Regions from separate parts of the Sus scrofa genome. Here region 1 is linked to region 2. The links are chromatin contacts, called in public promoter capture Hi-C maps. All regions are on one chromosome and are shown on one strand. Each heading gives the region's core, a stretch centred on a gene start, on an enhancer-like site or on the middle of the called end of the contact. The rest is flanking DNA. Distances are from core to core; before and after follow the strand shown. Region 1 holds the start of NADK2 (NAD kinase 2, mitochondrial). Region 2 holds the start of DNAJC21 (dnaJ homolog subfamily C member 21).

Region 1 (4,302 bases), core at 30-2,529, 1.0 Mb before region 2:
GGATTCTGAGGCCCAGGTCCCAAAGATGAAGCAACTTGCCCAAAGTCCAAAAGCTAGTTACTGATAGTGCTAGGACTACAAAGAAAAGAGGGTGCTAAAGCAAATGGATCTAAAGAGTGAGGGGGAGAAACAAATAGGATGTGCACTGTCATTTGGTTCTCTTCCAATAATAGGAGGATTTCTTCCATTTCCATTACATCTACTCTAGCTCAGGTACAAGTGTAACTGTTGGCAGCGCCCAAATCTCCTTCTTCCTCTTGCCTACCAATTTGTTCCACATTCCAGACCTAGATCAATTGTCCCCAAACATTGCTCTCAGGACTCAATTTTTCCAGTCAAAAGCCTTCAAAAGGCTAACTACCGCCCACAAGATAAGGTCCAAATTATTAACATTCTTAACCCGTCACTCCTTTCCTATCTACTTTTCCAACCATATCTCCCCACCTAGAAATGCTCCACTTGGCCAGACTCCACTACCCATTATCCTCCAACTTTCTCCAAAGCTACACCCCTTTCTCCCTCCGGGGCAATAGTTTTTTGGTGTCAGCAGGTCCTGGGACCAGCGCAGTCCCACACTGGACCATGCTTAGATGAGACCAGTGCTCTGGTGTACTGCCCTCTGTCCCTCTGCAAGTCTTAACAATTTCTAAAGAGCCTCTACGTGTTCATTTTGCACTGGGCCCCCCAAATCGTGCAGCGGGTCCTGGTCCGTTCGGCCACTGGCCCAACGCCGGACATATCAGCCATCTAATACATGTTGGTTGAATGAACGAAAAAAGGGTCTAGTCATCTGTGCAATAACCAAGAACTGACCCAGAGCGAGAAGTTACGGCCGCACCTGCTTTCCCGCCAGTCGCTCAAAACCGCACGCACAGCCTCGGCACCGCCTCAAACCAGTTCCACTGTTCCTGGGGCAGCGCCAACATCAAATAGAACTTCAGCTTTTCCCGGGCTGCAGCCAATCCCCGCAGCTCCTCGGCTTCCGAAGCCACCTCGGGCTCTGATTGGCTGGCAGTGTTGGCCTGGGTGAGGGCGCAGACCGCGTTGGGGAGAAATGGGTGGAGCTGGAGGTCGCTCTCTCCTCCGCCCGGGCGGGGGGAAGCGGCCACTGCGCAGGCGTGGATGGAAAGGGATACCCAAACAAATACAACCCACCTCCCAGAGGCCTCCAGCTCTTCCCCGCCCACTTTTCCCTCGCGTGGGCGCTCCGGCCCCCCAATCGGCCGGTTTTCCCCGCCCCCGTCAACGTCTGGGCACGTCCCCCTCCGGGCGCGGGCAACGCACGGCCCTGCACTTAATCTCTGCCCGCCCGGCGCGGAAACAGAGGCCGGGGTGGCGCGGAGCGGTGGCAGGAGCCCGGGGCTGCAGCCGCTGCCGGGCCGACGATGACTTGTTACCGAGGTTTCCTGCTGGGCAGCTGTCGTCGCGTGGCGGGCGGCCGGGCAGCGGCACTGAGTGGGCCGGGCGCGGGAGGCCCCGCCGCGCGGCCGCGTCTCAGCAGTGACGGTGACGGCCGGCGGCACCTGGGGCACGGGCACCCGCGCGAGCTGGCGGGCTGCGGCAGCCGCCCCGACGGCGGCTTCCGCCCGTCCCGGGTGGTGGTGGTGGCCAAAACCACCCGGTACGAGTTCGAGCAGCAGCGATACCGTTACGCGGAGCTTTCGGAAGAGGACTTGAAGCAGCTGGTGGGTCCTGGTGGCCCCCGCCCTCGTGTCTCAACCCGGCCCCGGTTCGCTCCCTGGCTCGGCCGCGACTTTTGGGGGTGGGGGGTGACTGGGCCTCCTCGGCCGAGACATCTTGGGGCGATCCTTCTTCCCGGAATGTACTAGATGCCTTGCCTACCCAGCTCACTGCCCTCCACGCCCTCTGACTTCTCTCGTACCACCCCCACCCCCGCGTGTACCCCGCGTCTGTGTGTGTAGAAAGGGAGGGGGTCACTGAAGGTGTGAAGACCCTTAAGGCGGGGGCGTCTCGCGGAAGCCTTGGGTGGGGAAGAGGGGCTCCTGCAGTGGGAGAGGTTTGGGGATTTGTGCCTTCTCCACCCCCACCTCCTTTTTGGGAAGAACAACAACAGCCCCAAGCTAGGTGGGCCGGTGTGTGATGTCTGGACGCTCTGGGAACGGCTCCCCAGGCCGCCGGTGGAAAGGGGAACTCTGGGCGCTGCTGCGGGCAACAGAAAAGAGGGCCGCGATTCCGCGGACACACCCCCTTTTACAGGCAGGACTGCGAGGCCCAGGGCACTCGGAAGGTCGGTCTGGGGAAGCCTTTTCCGTGCTGGAACGTGGTGGTCCGAAGAGGTTCCAGTACTTTGTTTTAAAAGCTCACGTGTCTTTGGTGCTGGAAAAGCACGGGAGAAAATTTGACTTTGAATACACTTTATTAAGTAGAGAGGTCCAGACAAAAAGCAGGTAAACCTGGTAACTATGAAATGTAAAGTGCCTACGTCTGTAATGTATTCGTGCCTACACAATAGTCTAAATTTAGTATAGATATTTACTAATACCTTTGCAAAGTATGTAAATACACCTAACAACACCCTGAATGTTATCTTCACTGTTTGTTGGGAACTTCTGATTCTATGCCCCCAGCCCACTTTGGGGAAGGGAGAGTCACGCTGCTACGAACAGTATAGGTCCAGAAAAATCTCCGTTGGAAATCTAACCGTTGACACTGCACCAAAAGGCTTTGGCATTAACATCTCGTAGAATTCTGTGCAAGGGCAGAGTAGTGTGTTTTAAACTTCTGGTTCATAACCAGCAACTTTTGGTAATATTTTGTAGAGGTATCAAAATGAAATTGTAAAATCATCCTGTTTAACTACGGAATCTATTTTCAGCATTAACCTTCTTCATTGTTTAATGCCTTCATTGAAGAGGACTCTGTATCCATCAGATGGAAATAGGAGGTGCACATTTCTCTCCTTTTCCCTAAGTGTTTGAAGGTAGCAATTTCTAGAAAATATTTGCATTGTTTAAGGAGTAAGTCAGCAGACACTTTGAGCAGGAGGTTGTAGTAATGGAGTTTGTGTTAGGGAGTGGAATTGAGGATGAGTTAGAGAATAATAATTTTAGAAGCAAATGATTCTGACTTAGGGAAGAGGTGTGCCTCTTGAGTTGTACTCCTAATTTTGCAAGATCTGCTTTTTAGAAATTGTCAAATGCAGTACACCCATAGATACATTCTTCATACAATTTTATGAAAGCCTCCCACAACAGTATAAAGTAATATACTTGATTTGCATGTTCAAAGTGTGGGATTGGGGGACCAGGATCTTGGAGCCAGGCCCAGGTTCTGTGTGGTTAATTTCCTCTGCTTTTAACTTCCTGGGTGAAAATGATACTTTCTGTGTAGTACTGTCAGTTTTCAAAGTGATTTCACCTCGTTCATTATGTGAAATACTAGGTTTGGACTAGATAGCTCTGGTATTTTGAAACTCTGAGTAACTTTTTCAAGGCCTCAAGAATATGGATGGCATCTGAATTAGATTAACTCTTGGAGCTCTAAACTAGATTGTCACCAATCAAAACTTTTAAAATGTAAGGCAAATCAAGTTTTTAAAAATCGAATTACCTAGTACACCCACTCCACTTATCTAGAGAAATCTGTGACAAGTAAATATTTGCCTATTGCTCTGTATGCTGTTGGGAATAAGAAAACTTTTGAAGTAAAACTTCTGGACTGTATAACACAGTTTTGAAGTTGTTATTTCAGGTAAATTTTGTTGGATTCATTTCTGAATGATTTGAATTTAGTATTTATGTAAAGGCCAGTATTCAGAATGGAATAACATTAGGTGGAGCCCAGACCAGAGACCAGGAATGGACCAAATAATATTACACTATGTGAAGTTATTCTAAAATGGGATTCGGTAATAGGAATGGTAAGATGATTAATACTGTTTATTATATTACTGGAGAAAAAGATACCGAGGCATATGAATCACGTGAATTGGGTATAAACGAAAGTGCCAAGTACTTACTTAAGTCTTCTGGCACCATGGCTGCTCTGTCTGTAGTGGCCTGGTAACCTGAGGTTTTGTATCAGAGGGTTCTCTGTTGTTATGCTGGTGGTTTTGTGGCAAAATAGATCTCTATTAGGTTACTTGTTAAAATGCAAGTGGAGGAGTGCCTGTATAATTTCATACCCTGAAGCCTCATGGTTCTCTAACTTCATAGAAATTTAAACAATGAGAGGAAATACTTCGTAGTTGATAAAGCATGTACAGACTGGGTCAAAGTTTGACTTTCAGTTACTCTTTCATATTGGTTACATTGGTTTATTTTTAATTCTTACTTTTCCCTT
Region 2 (4,641 bases), core at 954-3,453:
TACTCACATTTAGTTCCTAACACGTTTATTTCAAAGTTGTTAACTGATACTTTAGTAACATTTGCATGCTTCCTTTCTACCTTGTATAATTTCCAACTAATCCCCAAATCTGATAATTTTTCTTTCACAACATTTCTTCAACCTGGGTCTTACCCCTCCCACTGACCCCAGGGCCCAGAAGTGCCCAGGGTGGACTCTACCTCTCTGTCTCTGCCCTTCTTAAATCTACTAAGCTGCCTGGAGAGTACCTTCCCAAGGCATCTCAATAAAACCAGTCTCAACTCTCCATTACTGGAAAAGCAAATTTCAGTCTTAGGAAACGTTCAAAGCCCTTTATAATCTAATCTCCAACAACTCCTCAAAACACATTTTAATACTGTCATCAAAATTATATATGCATTTGGCCACAAGCATTAATCCTCTTTCTCACCCTTTCCCACCCAGAGAGTCAAGGAATTCCTAACTTGATTTCTAAAGATAGCCCTTATTACTCTAACAATATGCTCCTACACTATTTTTGGACTTATTAATTTTGGATATAGCTAATGACTTCCTCCTGTAATGAACATTAACTTCTTTACCTCTTCGCTTCCAATATATATCAGATTTTTTTAGTTCTTCTGCTGGTAATCATTACAACTGTAAGCAACACGTCCACACCTTTATTCCCTAACCCATCAACCATACCCACGACCCTCTGACTCTGGGTCCTGAGCCCTTCAGCTCTTCTCTCAACTGTATTTTCAGTCTTCCAATAAACACGGCCTCAGTCCCCTGGACCATCTCTTGTCCACCAAAGCACTCTTTCCCACACTGTTACATTCATTTCTCTCAATCCCATTCCTCTAGGATCTGCTAAAGTCCATGCTCATCTGCCAAGGTGAAGCCTCCCTGCTTCTCAGTACACAGTGAAAATTCCCTCCCCTGAACTCCTGGGGCATTTATTAGTTGTTCTTTTAACTCAACTACCAATTATATAGATGGCACTATTTTGTTTGCACCCATATTTAACTTTTCCTGTGCATAAGGCAAATTTTCCAAGCAAGGCTCTGAGGTCTCCGTTTTAGCATTTCAAGAGACTAAACATGCTTACAGATCAGTGCGAATATGAAAGCCTCCTATGAACCTCAAAAAGCTGAGATAACAAATACTGTCTTAGTCACCCTGTCTAGAAGATAGGATTATTTCACAAAAGTCACAGAAGCCTGGACTACAACCAAATAAAACATCCAAAGAAAGCACACTTCTAAATCAACATGTAAACTTCAACTCTTAAACTTTAGCTCTTAAACTTAAACTTAAAACTCTTAATCTGCAGAACACCCGAAGTGAAGTACAGCTCACTCGGCCTACCGAGAGGAAGGAAAAAAAAAAAAAAAAAAAAAAAAAAGTATAGCTATTTAAAGACATTTTACTAGCTGCTTTGTCTTAATTACACTTAAGTAGTTGGGATTCCTTGATGAAGTTAAGGGCAGCCGAGGAGAAGCCTAGGGAAACTCAGGGGACTCCAGCAAGGGTCAAGCCTGAAGCAGGACTGGGTTAACAGCTTGTGACTCCTCGCTCGGAGCCAGCTGCGAAGCGAGGATGCGAGGAACAGGTGAAGTCGTTAGGATGTTATCTTTCCCCACCAATGGCCAGGCGGGATCCGGGGGCGTCTGGGAGGGATGGGGTGCTCAGGGCTCCAGTGAAGCCTGGGGGAACTGGGGGAGAAGGGCTGCGCAGGCCGAGGGGCAGAGACGCTCATCACCAGGACTGCGCAGGGGCTACCTGGCCGGGTGCCGGGCGAGGCAAGGATTTCCAGGGCGAGGGGAGTTACAGGGAGGATAGGTCCGGCACAGCCAAGTTCCCCGAGTTACGCCGGGGAGAGGGGTGCGAAAGGTCGCTAAGGTCGAGGCTTTTGCGAGGGGCCGCAGCGGTTGCGGAGTAGTTACCCGGGTGCCATTTCAGGGCCAGCTTCCGATAGGCCTTCTTGAGCTCCTCCTCGCTGGCGTCGCGCCGCACCCCCAGTGCCTCGTAGTGACACTTCATCGCCGGTCCCGGCGCGGGGCTCGGGCCGGGGCCCGGGGCTGGGCCAGGACCCGGGCCGAAGTGGTGGTGTCGGCGCTGGTGGTCTTCTTCGGCGGGAGCCCGGCGCCCGCACCGGGCCAGCCAGCGAGCGCGGCGGCGGCGACGGCGGCGCGGGGCGACGGCGGCGCGCGGCGGCGAAAGGCGGCGCGGGTTGCGGCACGCGGGAGCGCGGAGGGGGCGGCGCCGGCGACCGCGACTCCGCATGGGCGGGGGGCGGGCTCTGCGCCGGAAATAGCCGCGCGGGGAGGGAGGCGGGGCCGTGGGGAGGAGGGGGGCCGGGGCGAGGGCCGCGGGAGGAGGGAGGCGGGAGGCGGGGTCGCGGCGGAAGGAGGTGGGGCCATGGGTGGTGTCATTGTGAGGGGAACAGACGTCAGCCAGGGTGAGTGACACTAACTTGGCAGCCGACCTGAGAGCTGAGACGGGTGGGATAAGATTCTGGAAAACATCTTGTAGTTTCTGAATATAAATTCTCTACTTGAGCCCTGCTTTTACAAACGAGGAAACTCAGGCTCGAAGTAGCCAAGTGGTTTGCCGAAGCCTCCCCAGCTAATCAGACAGCATTCGGTTGGATGGAAACCAGGTTTTTTAACTATCTTCGGTTTGAGATCTGTAATATTGCTTATCGTGACCAATATGCATAAGAAGTAACAGTAAATAAGATGACTTAAACTGAAACAATTTAGTTTAATTGTTTTAAAATAACAGTACTGTTTTACCACCAATTTGAATGAAATTGTGTTGGCCCATCCGTCACTCTTTAATCCTAACTTTCTGGCCTCAACATACATTTCCAAGGTTAGTTCGGGTTAAGAATGCAGTTAAGGGATAGTACTTATCCAGTAGGTTTTGGTTGATCTGATACACTGTATTATGTAAGATCTGTATAACTGTTCCAATTTGATATGGTGCCAAAATAGTATCCTGTCATTAAGATGCCTCCATACACCAATATATTTCACTGTACTGTAGAATGTTTACACATATCAGTTGTTAGGTGTAGGTTATATTTGTCAACCTCATGATTAGAGACAAGGGTTGGCTCTGTTGCTGACAAGTATCTATTGTTCAGGGTGGAGGTACCCAGAGTTTAGGAAGGTTGTCCCTTTCTTCCCTAACACCCTGCCTCCTGCACAAAGCACACCAACTCTGAACCTCATTAAGTTTCTAGGCACACCACTGTCCAACCAACTCACTACTCAAAATTCATACACTGGCCTCTTATGTATACTATATGGACTTGGCTTGTAAACTGGTAATAGGTGGGGATTGAGAAATTTGAGGGCAAGAAAAAACAAGATCTTTCGTCATCTGAGAACAGAATTGGACAAAAAGTGAAAAAAGAAAGGATTTCTTCTTCCTCCAACTCCATCTGGATTTGCTATCTCTGAGTCACTGGCCTTTTTCCTCCTGAGTTAAGAGGGATCTATTTTTGCCTATAACCTTTTATCAATTTTTTTTTTTTTTTTTACTGCCACACCCAAAGCATATGTAAGTCCCCAGGAGCTGCAGCTGTCAGCCTAGCCACAGCCACAGCAACATGGGATCTGAGCCATGGCTGCAACCTACACCACAGCTTGTGGCAATGCCAGATCCTTAACCCACTGATTGAGGCCAGGGATCGAATCCACATCCTCGTGGATACTAGCCAGTTTCCTTACTGCTAAGCCACAACATGAACTCCATACTGCATGAAATTTTAAAGACAATTAGACTGGACATAAATACCAGTCTAAAGGAAGATCTTTATTAAACAGGTTGAATTCCACATGAACATGGGATGAGGAATTCACATTCAAATGAGGCATTCATATAAATAACTATTAAAGAGAAATAACTGGGCACAGGAAAATCTCTCTACATGGAAACTAATAAAATCAAGTTGGAAGTTCCACTAAAACTCCTCACATTCAAAAAACATTAACTTTTGTGTTTTCAAACTCACAACTTGATACAATTCATGTTTATAACCTATAATTAAGATGTGTTTAAAAATGAATCCTGAATACAACTGTCTTTTCATCCTATATCCCATTGCTTAAATAAATCTTTTTTTCCTCTGCACTTAACCAGCTTTGCTCTGTCACATATAAGTATTTCAAGTCAATCTGACTTGAATTACCTAATTTAAACTTCAAGACAAGTAACCTTACAATTTCAATATAAAGTAGCCTAATTGTATATTCAAGGTCTTTCTTAACAGAAAACGATGAAAAAATAAAATGGAAAAACTAATCAATCTGCCTACAGATAGATCTAAATAAAGACCAAATTAAACGCAAGTGACAAACTAGAAAAGCTGTCTAGAAAAATCTTACTACATAAAAGAGCTCTTACAAATTCATGACTACCAACAAAAACAAGATTAGTTACAAAAGAAAAGCAATTACCAGGCCCCAAAAACAGTATTCCTTCTTTTTCTTTCAAATTGACAAAGATTATCTCACCATTAGCAAGGGCAGCATTAGGGAACAATCAAAATGTCTTAATGTCCTAACTTTTCACCTGAGTTCTATTTGTAGGAAACCACAAGTACTGCACAGAATAGTATATATAGAAATGTTTGTTGTAAGCACT

The links. Promoter capture Hi-C pulls out the DNA fragments that hold promoters and counts their contacts.
Region 1: a promoter capture Hi-C map of fetal liver shows a contact between it and region 2, with 4 times the contacts expected there. The contact joins the promoter of NADK2 here to the promoter of DNAJC21 in region 2. A contact is called at or near these places in 1 of 5 promoter capture datasets (fetal liver) and 1 of 2 datasets of contacts at active chromatin or transcription factors (alveolar macrophages).

Annotation. Positions count from the first base shown.
Region 1 is chr16:21,554,289-21,558,590 of Sscrofa11.1, reverse strand. NADK2 (NAD kinase 2, mitochondrial) reads left to right here and starts at 1,279. Exons shown (of 13, transcript XM_003359754.4): 1 at 1,279-1,685. The coding sequence starts at 1,386.
Region 2 is chr16:20,521,332-20,525,972 of Sscrofa11.1, reverse strand. It overlaps DNAJC21 (dnaJ homolog subfamily C member 21), which reads right to left and starts at 2,203. Exons shown (of 13, transcript XM_003133880.4): 1 at 1,932-2,203. The coding sequence starts at 2,028.